Regions from separate parts of the Triticum aestivum genome. Here region 1 is linked to region 2. The links are chromatin contacts, called in public Hi-C maps. All regions are on one chromosome and are shown on one strand. The core of a region is the stretch at or near the end of the contact, and the rest is flanking DNA. Distances in the headings are between cores, read along the strand shown. Region 1 holds the start of LOC123043686 (transcription factor RF2b). Region 2 holds the start of LOC123043682 (cytochrome b-c1 complex subunit 10, mitochondrial).

The links. A called contact is a pair of places that touch in the nucleus more often than the background predicts.
Region 1: a contact with region 2 is called in a Hi-C map of leaf, with 6 times the contacts expected there. The contact joins the promoter of LOC123043686 here to the promoter of LOC123043682 in region 2. A contact is called at or near these places in 2 of 5 Hi-C or Micro-C datasets (both in leaf).

What each region holds. Positions count from the first base shown.
Region 1 is chr2B:97,605,640-97,612,473 of IWGSC CS RefSeq v2.1, reverse strand. LOC123043686 (transcription factor RF2b) reads right to left here and starts at 3,147. Exons shown (of 4, transcript XM_044466209.1): 1 at 2,553-3,147; 2 at 794-926. The coding sequence starts at 3,058.
Region 2 is chr2B:97,150,588-97,157,830 of IWGSC CS RefSeq v2.1, reverse strand. It overlaps LOC123043682 (cytochrome b-c1 complex subunit 10, mitochondrial), which reads right to left and starts at 1,731. Exons shown (of 2, transcript XM_044466206.1): 1 at 1,475-1,731. The coding sequence starts at 1,603. It overlaps LOC123043681 (probable tRNA (guanine(26)-N(2))-dimethyltransferase 1), which reads right to left. Exons shown (of 14, transcript XR_006419487.1): 6 at 6,804-6,943; 7 at 6,648-6,720; 8 at 6,482-6,570; 9 at 6,289-6,394; 10 at 6,009-6,221; 11 at 4,818-4,911; 12 at 4,447-4,641; 13 at 4,289-4,366; 14 at 3,062-3,276.

The sequences.
Region 1 (6,834 bases), core at 1,898-4,397, 450 kb before region 2:
GTCCAGTTCCTGTGCTGGCTGGCTGGCTTTTTTTTTTTTTGCCTGGGTCGTCCGCTTATATACCTGAGGAAACTGTAGAAGGACGCGCCAGATGCGGACACATGTTATGGTGAGGCACCGACATGTACGATACCCAGCCAGCAGGCCCCCAGTCGGCTCAGTATGGTGCCCCACTCCTCCTTCGGGCCTGTTGGTAAAAGACCAAATAGGAAAATAAGGCGGCACTGCTGGGCCTACTCGCAACAGCCCACTGGTCGAACGTGCGTTCCTCCACAACTTCACAAGCGAGAATAGTGAGTCGCCGCCTTGCCTGCTTCAGTGAGACGGCAATAGATTGCAGTCGCCCACCGCGAGTCCGCCATGTCTCCGGCCGTGATCCGCCGGATTCGCAACTACAGCAGCCATACAGTCACCCCAGGACCAGGATACATTCCAAGGGAAGCCATAAGCCCTTTCTTTTTTATATAATCTTTCTGTTCCTGGTTCTTTTCAATGCAATCCCCAGTAGTACTACTCAGTTAGGTATGTAGTTGACTATAGGATTAATGCAGCACACTACCTGTAATATAATTTCTAATCCTAAATATTATACGAAATAGAGCATAATTAAGTTACATAATGAAATGAGGGTACACTTAGTTGCATTAGTTTAATTATACAAAAGAAATTAGGAACCATTGCATGTCGCACCGAGGCCCCAAATTTTTGTAGACGGCCCTGCTGAGAACGCATTAACGAACATAGTAATGATAATACTGCAATCCATAAGGCAAACAGATGGATGAAAGTTTACCTGAAATAGCATCAATTGTGCCGAAAGAGTAGTAGCCTCGGTCTGAAGAGTATGAACCTTCCGCTCTAATTCTGTTATATATCGAGCCTTTCTTTCCTTTGACCGAGCTGCAGACTGTCTGTTCGCTAGAATTCTGAAACAAAAAAAGCACATGAATAAAATTGGCCATCATTCAATGCAGCCAGATAACGCAGTATGCTGGATAAAAACTTTCACATGGGCAGACTGATTGTAAATACAGCATAGCCTTAAAAGAAAAACATATTCTCTTTTCGATATGGAAGATATCCTATGTGAAGTTCTGATACATCAGCTTTCCACAGCTGGGACAAATTTGATTGGCTAAGCAAAAAAAGTACTCCCTCCGTCCTATAATATAAGACGCTTTTGCAAGCTAAAACAACTTGCAAAAACATCTTATATTATGGGACGGAGGGAGTAGTTCATAACCAGTATTATCTATTGCAATCAAGATCGCCTGATACTAGAAAGCTGTGTCAATGAAACCTACACGAGAAATATAGGTATTTATATAACTTGATTGCAGTACAAACATTTGCTCGAAAAAAATTACATGCAATGCTGTTTAATGTACACGAAACAGGGATATGTTTAAATTGCAGCTAGTTATTCCAAAATAAAGAACAAATTAAAAAGTCGATCACAGTAAGTCAGTAACTTCATTGAACATCTTGCAGATCATTAGCGGGTGAAATAAAAAAAGGCCTTGAAAATGGGGCGACACCATAAAAGAGTGCAGACCTAAGCAACATGCAACAAACCGCCATCTCCGGACTCTTTCACTCCACGTGCTTTGTGTATTTAAGAGCTTATTAAATAACTACATGGCGCTAAAAAGACTTTTGGGCTAAGATAATAACATACGAAATAAAACACATCAAATAATTATATAACACTATTACATCAAATATCACCCTATATTACAGAAACTTGTTTTAAAAACAAAATATTTACACGGCGACGTGGAAACAATGTAACCAACTGCTACAGGGAAAACCCTATATCACAAATACACATGACTAGGTATTGCATAGATAGATCACTGTAAAAAGATCAAGAGAGAAAACTAACTGATGTATAATATAAGTGAGAGTAGGAAATGGTTAATCCAAAACACAAGAACTATAAATTCAAAGATATGCCACACAAGCTTTATTGAATAAGTTGGAGACCCATAGAAAATGATAACAAAGAAGCCATAGCCAATGGAGAGAAAATACCATAAGAAGGCGACATGCGGCATTCGTTGCCATCTCCCGCCCCTTTCATCCCATGCCCTTCGCTTATTTAGGAATTAAATGCCCGAGCCGCTTTTCGAACAATGACAGCAACTTAAAGAACAATAAAATTAGCATTTGAACCACTTCTATGGGTGCTTGTCCTGTGATACCTAATTAAGCGAGAAACGTCAGAAGGAAGCCCTGTGATGCCTAATTAAGCTGGCCAGCAAATCCTGTCCTAGGATCTGCCTGTCACTATCCGGATTCAAGACCACTAACACCAAAAATGTGCCGTGATTTGATTGCGTAATAGTCTACTAGGACGTGCCCTTTTTCTGGCACATATCTTTGCTTGCAGAATCACTCCGAGTCACGCCTACCTAGACCACAATTCTTGCTAGTCCTTCCCGGCGCTCCGTCAATTGTTTATCAAAAGTAAGAGCTACTTGTAACCCTAGCATCCTACCGACCAACCACCAACTAAAAATCCAAGGGAGCCTCAGGATGCGACGGGTCACCTCTTGGCACGCTTAGGGTCGACGGAGGCGAGCTCAGACAGCTGCTCGGAGGACATGGCCTTCTTAGCCTCCAGCACGTCGGCGAACACCCCTCCGACCCCGCCGCCGCCATCCTGCCTCCCGGGCCCGCCGCAGCCCATGGCGAACCCGTCGAAGGACGCGCTGTGGCGGTGCTTGGTGGGGCGCGGCGGCGAGGAGGACGTCTCCGCGGCGCGGTCGCGGCCGGAGCCGGCGATCTTGTCCATGTCCATGAACGTGGAGAAGAGGTCGTCCTCGGAGCCGATCTCGTCGAAGCCCCCGCCGTCGGCGTCCGGGAAGCGGAAGGGCATCTCAGATCTGGCGCGGCGGTGGTGGGACCGCGGCGGCGCCGCCGCCGCGGGGGGCTGGCCCGGCTGGGGGCCGCCGGGAATGGGCGGGAGCGGGCAGGGGCTGGGGTTGGGGTTGAGGCTGGGGCTGCGCCCCGGCGAGGGCTTGGGCGGCTCGCCGGGCTTCGGCGGCATCGCCATTGCGGTGGCTGGCAGCGCAGGCGCGCGTGTTCCTGTCTGCGGACACTCTGCCCCGCGTGTGGGTCGGCGGAAGCGTAGCCTACACTCGGTGCACCGCTATGAAAAGTCGTCACACACTGACGCTCATAGTGGGTGCAAAGGCACGATGCCAACGGTGGCACAAAGTCAAACAAGTGACAAACCAAATTATCCGATGCAATATGTCACGTCTGATTTGGAGACCGAATTTGAATTATTTTTTTAAACACGGTGACACAGACGCTCATACATACGCACATACGCTCATTTCTATGAACACATATCGCCGGAAGGCCTGGAATAAATCCAGGAAAATACGAGCACCAATGTAGGTTTGAAACTTGAACTCTGGTGCGCACGAGATATCACTGTCCTTCTAACCATCCAACCACAGGTTTGTTCGCGAGACACCGAATTTGGTTTAAAGAATGAGAGGTGATTAGAATTCAAAGATTGTTGTGATAACAATTTGTTCTTAAGCAGTGAGAAATAATATTAACTAGTTGATGAAAATTATGTTTGCAACCTAGTCGAGGTGGTCAAGTTCAACATCAAAATTGCAACAAAAGAGAAGTGAAGACTTTTTTTTCCGAGCCCCCGTGTTTTCCTCCCAGGGCGGCTTAGGAGGCGGCGCATCCTAGCCCGCGCGCTAGGCCTCCCTCCCCTGTTTTCCATTCCCTCTGAGTTGTCACATGGCCTTCGCTAGGCAAAGCCTGCATGGATCCGACGTGGAGGGGGGGCTATGGCATCCTGGGGCGGCTCATCCACGAGCAGGGGGTCGTGTGACGGCAGCGTGTGTCGCTAGGGCCCATTTGACCAAAGATGACACAGCTCGAAATCAATGCATATAATGCAAAAATACTGATAACTTGGCGGCCAAGAGCATCCTAAGATACTCCCTCCGTCCGAAAATACTTGTCATCAAAATGGATAAAAGGGGATGTATCTAGAAGGGATGTATCTAGAACTTCTAGATACATCCCCTTTTATCCATTTTGATGACAAGTATTTTCGGGCAGAGGGAGTACCTCGGATATAGTGAGGGGTCGAATTCGAAGTAGGACCTCCTTTTTAATTTCTGTTAATACCAAAAAAGGATTGTAATGTCTTAGTAGCTATGCTCGGACCGAAAGAAAGAGGGAAAAAAGAGAGGCCCAAATCCCCCACCCCCACCCCCCAAAAATTTGTATGCATAATGATGATCGAACCATATAATCCGAATGAAAGAGATTCAGCCACAAGAAACATAACAAATGAGCAATGAGAAGGTGGGGTCGAGGTCCAGACAACAAAGCCGACGTTTATCACCGTTCTTTTTATGCCTCTTTATGTATGCCCCTCCCTATTATTCCGTCTAAGCCAGAAGAGGGTTTCATCTTTATCCGTTCGATTGAGCCGTTTTTGCTCGAAAGCACGTGGTCGGAAAACGTCTCGAAAGGAAGTTCTTCGGTGAAGATGTATCCCAAGGGAGCTAGAGGTTGCTTGCCCAGCCCCCGGTTGAACCGGGTTATTTTCTAAGGCAATGTATTTATGAATGAGTCATCGGTTGATCTGAACCACTCCCATTCTCTAGTCTTGCACGTGCTCTGTGATCCCCGATGGTATTTTCAACACGAAGTTGTGCATCCGAGGAACATAGTCCTCGGTCATGCTATGGGGACAACGGAGCGCATACCCCTATTGAGGGGCGCCGCTGGTGTGCGCCTGGGTGTTCTCCGAGTTGACAAGGCACGTTGCGCTCCTAGGGTTGCCTGACATGGCCCTGTTACCTGTCGCGTCTTTGATTACTTGTTCCTCAGCTTCCTGTACCTCGGTCACTAAGGTCGTGGATTGTTGTTCCTTTAAAGGTGAAAATGACTTGTTTCCATGTAATGTGATTATACCATTACGTCCATCCATCTGAAGTTTAGATTACCATATTGCGGGGGGGGGGGGGGGGCGTGGAAACAACCAAAAGCAGGCTAGGAGTGTTTGGTGATGGTTGTGAAAGGGCGCTATCTTGAAAGTTTTTAGGAATGCCAAATACAACCTCGAGTGTGATGTTTCCGATGCTTTGGGTCCAAACCCTTAGCCTGAAGCCTTTTATCACCATTTCACTTGGTATTATCCTTGCAGGGTTGATATGCATTTCTCTAATGTTGTCTGCATAGAGCAAGTTAAAACTGCTTCCGCGGTCCATCAACACACGGTTTAAGTGGAAAACCATCCACGATGGCATCAAGTATTAATGTGGCCTGCTCCACGTAACAGGGTTGTTCCGGGCATATTATAGTTCGTGTGTGATCGGAAAATCCGACCTTCTGCTTTGATGAGGCAGATTGGATACGCGGCTGCGGGTGACCCGCACTTGCCCCCTTTGAGTGTGAGTAGGATATAGCATGTTGACATCCTTCACCTCGGAAGGAAACCTTTTTGGCCGATGATGCTTGCTCTGGAGTGACCTCTATTGTTATTATGGCCTCGGTCTCCATTCTGATGCTCGACAACTATCGTGCCGGCCTGCTTGATCACCTAGCAATTTCTATTAGAATGAGTAGTCGACTTGTCAAGGGTACTATGGATGGCGCATGGCCTATCCAATATCCGATCCAACGTGGAGGGACCCTCTCTGTCCATTTGAGTAGGCTTTTGTTTATTGCTTCTGCGTTGATTTGCAGTCGCGACATTTACTGTCTCCTCGTCGGCGTTACTTGTGTTGGGTGTAATAGGGCGAGTGATGCGCCGAAGTCGATTGTTGCGGGTAATCTAGTTATCCTCCCCCGTGCATAATCTAGTCATTAAATGGGTGACGACCGCCATTGTTCGGGATCTCTCTTGCCCGAGCTCTCGAGCGAGCCTTTTGTCGCGGGATGTTGTTCTTAAAAGCGGCGATTACCTTTGTGTCTGGCCAGTCTATGATTTGGTTCTTTATACTTAGGAACTGATACATCTCCAATGTATTTATTATATTAACAATCTTGGATGCTTTATATGCTATTTTATATCATTTTTTGGAACTAACCTATTAACCCACTACCCAGTGCCAGTTCCTATCTTTTTGCTTGTTTTTGGCTTTTCAACAGAAACCTCATGATTTAGCTCTGTATACTTAGGTTTCTGTTGAGTTTTGTGTACTAAAGTTTTCAAGTTTTGGGTGAGATTACGATAGATGAAGGAATAAGAAGCGGCAATACCCTAAGCTTGGGGATGCCCAAGGCACCCCCAGGTAATATTCAAGGAAGACCCAAGCATCTAAGCTTGGGATGCCCCAAATGGCATCCCCTCTTTCGTCTATAATCCATCGGTGTACTACTTGGAGCTCTATTTTTATTCATCACATGATATGAGTTTTGCTTTGAGCGTCTTGTGCCATATTAGATTTTGCTTTGTTTGCTTTTTAGTTTTCCACAATCAGCATTTGTTGCACACACCTTTTGAGAGGGACACACATTTATTCGTGATTTGTTAGAATACCAATGTGCTTCACTTATATCTTTTGAGCTAGGCAGTTTCTCTAGTGCTTCACTTATATCTTTTAGAGCACGACGGTGATTATATTTAAAAGAAATACTTGCACTCTTATGCTTCACTTAAATCTTTTGAGAGTCTAAAATATAGTAATGGAATAGGTACAGGTTATGAAATTAGTCCTGATATGATAAAGTATTGAAGGGGGATATAATAAAATCTTTCATGTAGATCACTAAATATGAAATGTATGGTTTAACAATATTGATGTCATAATATGAAAGGGTATAGGTTCATGATCATTGGTTAGT
Region 2 (7,243 bases), core at 482-2,981:
GGATCTTCATCATGATTTTAGTTCCAGGTTTTCACCAATACAGCAAAGACCAGACATCACAGGGGACAAAAGATGCGAGGAAGAATTTTTGTACCAGACAGGCAGACTCACTCACTATGTAAAGTAGCTAGGCCAAGTCATAGAAATTGCCTCAACCACTGAATGTTGACTATGGCAGAATGGATCCTTAGATTTTTGTCAGAGTAGAGGAAATAAAGTTCCATCGCATCACAAGGCAGTAGGTACCAGTTTCAACCAAAAGAAATTCCTAACATTTGACTTTAAAGCCGGCAACATAGCCCGTAAAACCTAATAAACAGTATGTACAGAACTACTCCCTCCGTTCCGAATTACTTGTCTTAGATTTGTCTAGATACGGAGGTATCTAGCACTAAAATAAGTCTAGATACATCCGTATCTAGACAAATCCAAGACAAGTAATTCGGAACGGAGGGAGTAGATACTAAGTTCATAGCAGTGTAAGCATACATGACAGTATTAAAAAAATTACACATACATGCTCCAAATTTTCATGCATAACAGTCAGAAATAATGGAATACGCCAGAAAACATATTCAACAGAAGTGCCTTTTTAGAGAGGATCTACATTGATCATGTTTGAGACCTTCCAGGAGCTATTAGGCAGAATGCACATCTTAGTTATGTGAAGCTAAAGGCAAAGAAATCAAGCTGCCTCGGCAGAAACTATCAGGAGGAAGTGAAAGTTAATTCATGTCACCAAGATTGAACAATTAAAACTATATACTATTACCTATCAAAATTTTGCAAAACCGGAACTGTACTTTGCATCCAGGTTCTGTTACACTGCATAAGTGTTCTAACCAGTACTCCCACCGTCCGGAATTACTCGTCGCAGAAATGGATGTATGTTAGACATATTTTTAGTTCTAGATACATCCATTTCTGTGACAAGTAATTCAGGGCGGAGGGAGTAGAAGTGTGCCCTGTGCTAAACTTGCTTGTCAAATACTATCATGTTAGCATGATGTAGATAGGGCCATAGCTACTTCAGCATTTGCCTTGAACTATTTATTGCAGCACGTTCCTATCACCAAGGCACCTTGACAAACAGGGGTTCGCCAGAATAAATCTGTTGCCATCACATAATCACTTCGGTCTTCTCCTTCACCGTATACAATCCCAACGGAGCACTATTAAGATCCAAACAACAATTTTGACCACGTAATAAACTTCAGATAATCCCTCCCAGATCACACCATCGCAGCTCAGATCGCCGGGCCCGAAGACCGACCCAGCACGCCGCAGATCTAGGCCAACAACAAGCAGCTACACAGGCATGGCAAGATCGGATCTGGAGAAACCAAACCCTAACACCGATATGACAAACTACCCACGGATCGAGCGGCGGATGCGAGATGAAGCAAGGCTCAAAAGTGGCGGACGGTGGGTGCAATCGAAGGCGTAATCGCTAATTGACGGTTTTAACACGGACCTGGACGAGGTAGATGGCGGCGCTGCCGGCGAAGATGCCCCAGGTGGCGAGGGCGGTGACGTCCGTGGGCTGGATGCGGCGGGAGGAGAGGAAGCGGGAGAGGGTGGAGCTGGACGCCGGGAGAGCCATCGCCGCCGTTGATTCGCGTCTCGTTGCTTTTCTCTCTCTCTCTTCTCGGGGGCAGGTGAGGAAATTGGGCGAGAGGAAGGAGAAGACTTGTTAAAGTGCTTCCTGTGCGTTCTGATGGGCCTATTCAGAGACAAGGGAGGAAGGTGAATGGGCCCAGTCCATCTCATGGGCCTAAAATCGTATCTAGCCTCTTCGGCCATGAGGCCCAAACCATTCCACGCTGTCAAAGATTGGTGGAATGACGTCATTCACATCCATGGACACCCGTGCAAAGCATTGGCATCCCTCTTTTTTACATGGAAAATCTGCAACAAGAGGAAGGCAAGGGTGTTCCAGAATGTGTACGCTCCACCGATGCCTATCCTCGCCAAAATCCGCCGAGAGGCTGCTCATTGGGCCATCGCCGGCGCGAAACATTTCAACGCAATCATGATGACACGAGAGTAGTTCTTTTAAGGCCATTTTGGTGCCCTCGGGCGTGTGTTCTAACTTTTAAAGCTTCTTCTCAATTAATGAAACGCGGAAAAACCTTTTGCCCATGTTTCATTTTTTTTCTTTTTGGCTGAAAGAGGTCTGCAAAGCTATATCTGACGACACAACTTATAGTGAGAGACAACGGGCATGGCAAGAAAATACATTGGTGGGCGTGATAAAAGTTATGCTTTCCCAACAATAAATCTGGTATGAGGTCTTGAGATTTTTTTTTGTGGGCGAAGGTATCGAGATATTCACTCTTTTAACTTGGCAATGCTTGCTAAGCAAGTGTGGCGCTTGTTTGGAATCACCTGATTCCTTGTGTGCTCAAATTCCTCGGGCAAATGGATAGTTGCCGAGCACTAAACCAAAGAAGGGCTCTTCCTTCGCCTAGCAAAGCTTATTTGTAGGAATACAAACTTCATAAAGTTTGATCAAATTTATACTTAAAAATATCAACATCCATAATATTAAATATATACAATATAAAAAATAATTTCATGATGCATTACATTTATTTGATATGATGAATGTTGATATTTTTTCCTGTAATTTTGACTTGAGAGAAAACTTATATGCAGAGTAAAAGGAAACAAAGGGAGCATTTGGAGAGTGGACAATGGTGAGAGCATTAACCTTTTCGTGAATTAACCAACACCGCTCGTATTTTACATTTGCTACTTCCTCCTCTTTGCCACGGTGTTTCCTTGCATCATATACCCTATTTGTGCTCTCACTACTGTGCGGCATAGATGGCTGGCCATTCATTCACTTGACAGGAAAACTCAGCAGGATGAGCTCGAAGGAGACCCAAGAACAATGTCATACTTACAGAGTAGGCATTATTAGTTATTGTGATGGATCATGCCCATTCGACCAACCTCTTCATGGGCCTCTGGTTCAGCGAGGTGGTTAAGGTTCACATTCTAGGATCAGCAGAAACTTGTCGCACAGGGGAGCAGGCATGGGCACGGCTGTAGATTATAGTTTTCAGAACTTTCTATATGTTCAATTTCAGAATAAAAAGAATGTCTGGCTTCAAGTGTGTCGATGGCAAAAAGAAATTACAATTTGTCAATGGGAAGTATCTTCAGTGGTCTACCGGCCTTCATCTTAGGACCCCAGTGTTTTTCAGGATTAGGTAGAAATCTCGGGCTCTTCCGTGCAACTAAACCCCCGGTTGCTTGAGAGAACGATGCCTGGTAGTTGTCAAACCAGTAAAAATAAAGGGACACAAATTAGATATAGGAAAAGTAATCAATGAAATCAACTAGAATACTGAATGGAGCAACAGAGGTTTCAGAAGTATGAGAGGTTGAATTATATAATGGCTTAGTTTGTATAACCTCTGTCCGCAAATAAGCATATCTCCCGAATAATCACTACACGGAAATTCAGGAGATATATGTCGACAAAGGGAAAACACCTACCTCAATATATGAAATGAACAAAGTGGTGGCTAAATTGTGACTGGTGTGCAAAACTGAGCAACAAACGATCCATCTAAACCAAGACAAAAATACAACAGTTTGTATGCTTCCAGTTAACGCAACATCAGGTCAGTATTAGGTCTCTGTGCACAATAATTTGAGGTGTCTCTACGGATGGTTTCGGGGATTTCAGCCAGGTTTCTATAATTTTGACCAAAGTATCCAGAGACATTTAAAACCAGCAAAATAGACAGGGTTCTACCACGAGAGAGCTAGGACCCAGTAAAACTTGATCACTTCTGGTTACTTGTACCAATTGAAATCCCAGCAGAGAGCTTGACTAGTGCTAGTCTGGATCATGTTGCTCAGAAAATCATGAGGCCAACCCGTCAGGAATAACAGAGATACATAAAACCAAACACCAAATGGTACAAGGAATGGCTTGCTTTCATATAAACATAACATTCAGACAACGATTAAAACATTCGGGAAACGGAGCGCCGTTAATGAGAAGAGCCCTTCGCTCAGCTCAAGCTTAACAAGAGTGGAATATTAATACTGTGTCCAAGTCACTCATGGTTAGCTTCACATAGTTCTGTCAGATTAATACAACAAATAAACACAAGCTTCTGATGTCTGATCACAACACCATGAAGTAAAAAACTCAAGCTTATAATAAGCAAAAATTTGCAAGCATATGTAACTCATTTTTGCATAGAAACATTTTACTTCTCATGCATTGTTCATAAAATGATACAAAGCTATGTTTTATGATCTATACCTGCAATTGTGGCTCTTGGGAAAGTATCCTGCTACCTGGAAGGTTCTCAGGTTGAGATTTTACCGGGTGAAGCTTGACCTGCAGGCACAGGAAGCCAATTTATGAAAAACAGTCTGCTGTGTCTGATTAACCAAAAAAATCTGAGATTTCTATCATACCCAACATCGCATGATGTCCCAAATTACAGACATTGGCGCATCTGTTTTCAGAGCTAGCGGATCCGCATGGCTACCTGATATTTCATACCCAGCATTTCTTATAGCCGAATGAAACATAACCATGGTTGGATTAGTGCACTTCAATGTTGCACATATACTGTGAAGACTGACGAATAAAGGTGCATTGGGCAATTCCTGCACCAGAAAATCCCTTGTGATTTATGGATCCAATATAAACAGCAGAATGTTAACATCTCACTGTATGTTTGATTCAGAGATTCTTTATTTAATACTATTTCAAATCAGGCCATTTATTTTAGCACAACATCTTGTCTAAGAACTAGAGGTTATGGCTCCCAAGAAGAGCTGACCTGCTTGGTGGAAATGGTATTCCAAATTGCCATAAATAAAGTTAGTGTGCCATGAAGGATGCCAGCTGCTGAGAGTGAAGGTTGATGTTCTTTCCTACCAGATACATATCATGTAGACAGATTGTTGTCAGGAATGGCATTGTTCTGGTGCAAGTTGCAGATTCTGACATTCCCGAGAAGAAGTTGCAGATTCTGAGCACAGTGTAACATCCCAGATGTCTCCCCTACCTGGCGATGCTAACACACTATCTGATTACCACCAACTCTAGGAAATACTCAAATTTTGGCAAAGCTTCCTGTGTTTATAGGGACATCCACGGCAGACAATTTAGAATTATAACAGATAACATCCATATGACTCGGTGGTAATCAGATAGTGTGGTAGCTTTCACCAGGTAGGGCAGATATCTGGGATGTTACACACAACACAGGGCATCCAATGGGTTTCCAGAATGCATTGCAAGCAGGCCATTTACATAAAGATTTGTCGCTACCTTTTGGTCTGGGAATGTTTAACACCTTCCTAGAATCAGATGCAAGCAAGTCTATATCACTTCAATTGGAGGAGTGTGTAAACCAAGGGTTAAAAGTTATACTCGAAAAAGCAAGGATAATGCTGGACACTGCCATTAACTGTTTCCATATAAGTTTCTATTGCAGAGTGTGTAACCATGTAGCACGCATAGACCTCCTCCAGTTAACGCATCGGTGCACTGGAACGAATACTGATACTCAACCAGTGGGCAGCCATTCTGCTGGACTTTTAGTCTAATGGAAAGTTCATTTTCGCTATCAACAAAATCAAGAATTTATTGAGTATTATTGTTCTTTTTTCTTTTTGCTAGTGACTTCGCCTTATAGAGATATGAGGTATTTTAGTACACAAAACCCGAGCCTGACACTAAAAATAACCATACAAAGTGATTTAAGGGCAAATATATTTGCATGCTCATTTGCCTATGCTGCCAACGTGACACTTGTACATATATCATTCAAGTAATGAATCAGAATATATGCACATCCGCGAATAGCTTCTATCCTATCAGCTTCTTTCTAAAACAATTATGTATTAAAATCATTAAAATTCACTAATCTGTACACTTTTCGTCCTGTTCATGTTTCATTTTCTCTACCGTATAATCAGCAGTCAACATAGGCATAACCAAAAGAGAAGACAAACCAAAATAGTACCTCTGATACTGACGTTAGTATAGCTGAAATTTTTGCATAAGCTTGATATAAACCACTAGTTGCTCGGATATTTGATAAAATGGAAGCAGCCCAATCCCTGTCATGTATTGGATCACTCCATATAGGCCCCCCCATAACAAATTTACCGCCACACTCCGAACACTCTTGAGGCACAATAGGGCAAAAATTTGGTAGAGGAATATTCCTCTTATCCTGGATCAGAGGATCATATCCATAAGCATGCCATGCAAAACAATGAAACAAGAAAAGAGGAGTCTACCTTTGAGTTTATTCTTCCAACATTTTGTAAGTGAAATGAATTGCAACCAACACATTGATATACATGTGAAAATTTGAGAGGTGAGCTTTTCACCGTGCTAGCCGACCTGCACAGTGAAAGAGGCACATTGGTAAGATCAATTTGTGGGAAACCATATTACAAACACCAAGGAGAGGCAGAGGCAGGAGACAACGTGAAGATTCGCACAAAAACCCTAATGTAGAAATCCATGTGCACTGATATGACAGGAACTATATAGCGCTTGTGGCGGATCGCATGTGACTGCAAGCAAAACAAGGAAAATGAATTGATGGATCGTCATAATGACTATGTGAATAGAAGAGACTCTCAGGTCTGACCTCGATGCAGGCAAGAAGAATCCTCAAGGCCATCTCATGGCGGTATTTGCCTCTTACTGGATAAGAACCATATCTGCAGGTATAGATAACTGATATGGTAAGAATTAAATGATGTAGTCATGCAGTTGATGATTGATAATTGAATATTAAACTGACTTGGAAAAGCAAACTTCTGCATTGCCCCCAGCAAGGACTGCCATGTCTGTAGCCGAGCACATCAAGATACCACCATCTGCAACACATTGAACTGCTGAATCAAGGAATGCAGCTGGTGATCCATAAGGATCAAGATCAACCTGATTCAGCAAGTATATAGGACATCAATACAGCATGATACGGATACATATTATCCTCGAACGCGAGGAAAAGTGACCATGTGTAGATGGCAACAAAAGAAGAGGATATGATATGATATTAACAATTTACTGCAAAGAAGTAGTTCCGTTGGTCAATGTGTCACCCTGGCATGTGTGCAATCAAAATTCACTAACTTTGACAACATACAGAAATATCTATATTGGTTACATGGAAAGGTGACAAATAGACCAGTCATCATTTACCGAAAGTACATTCATAACACTGTCCTTTCAGACTTC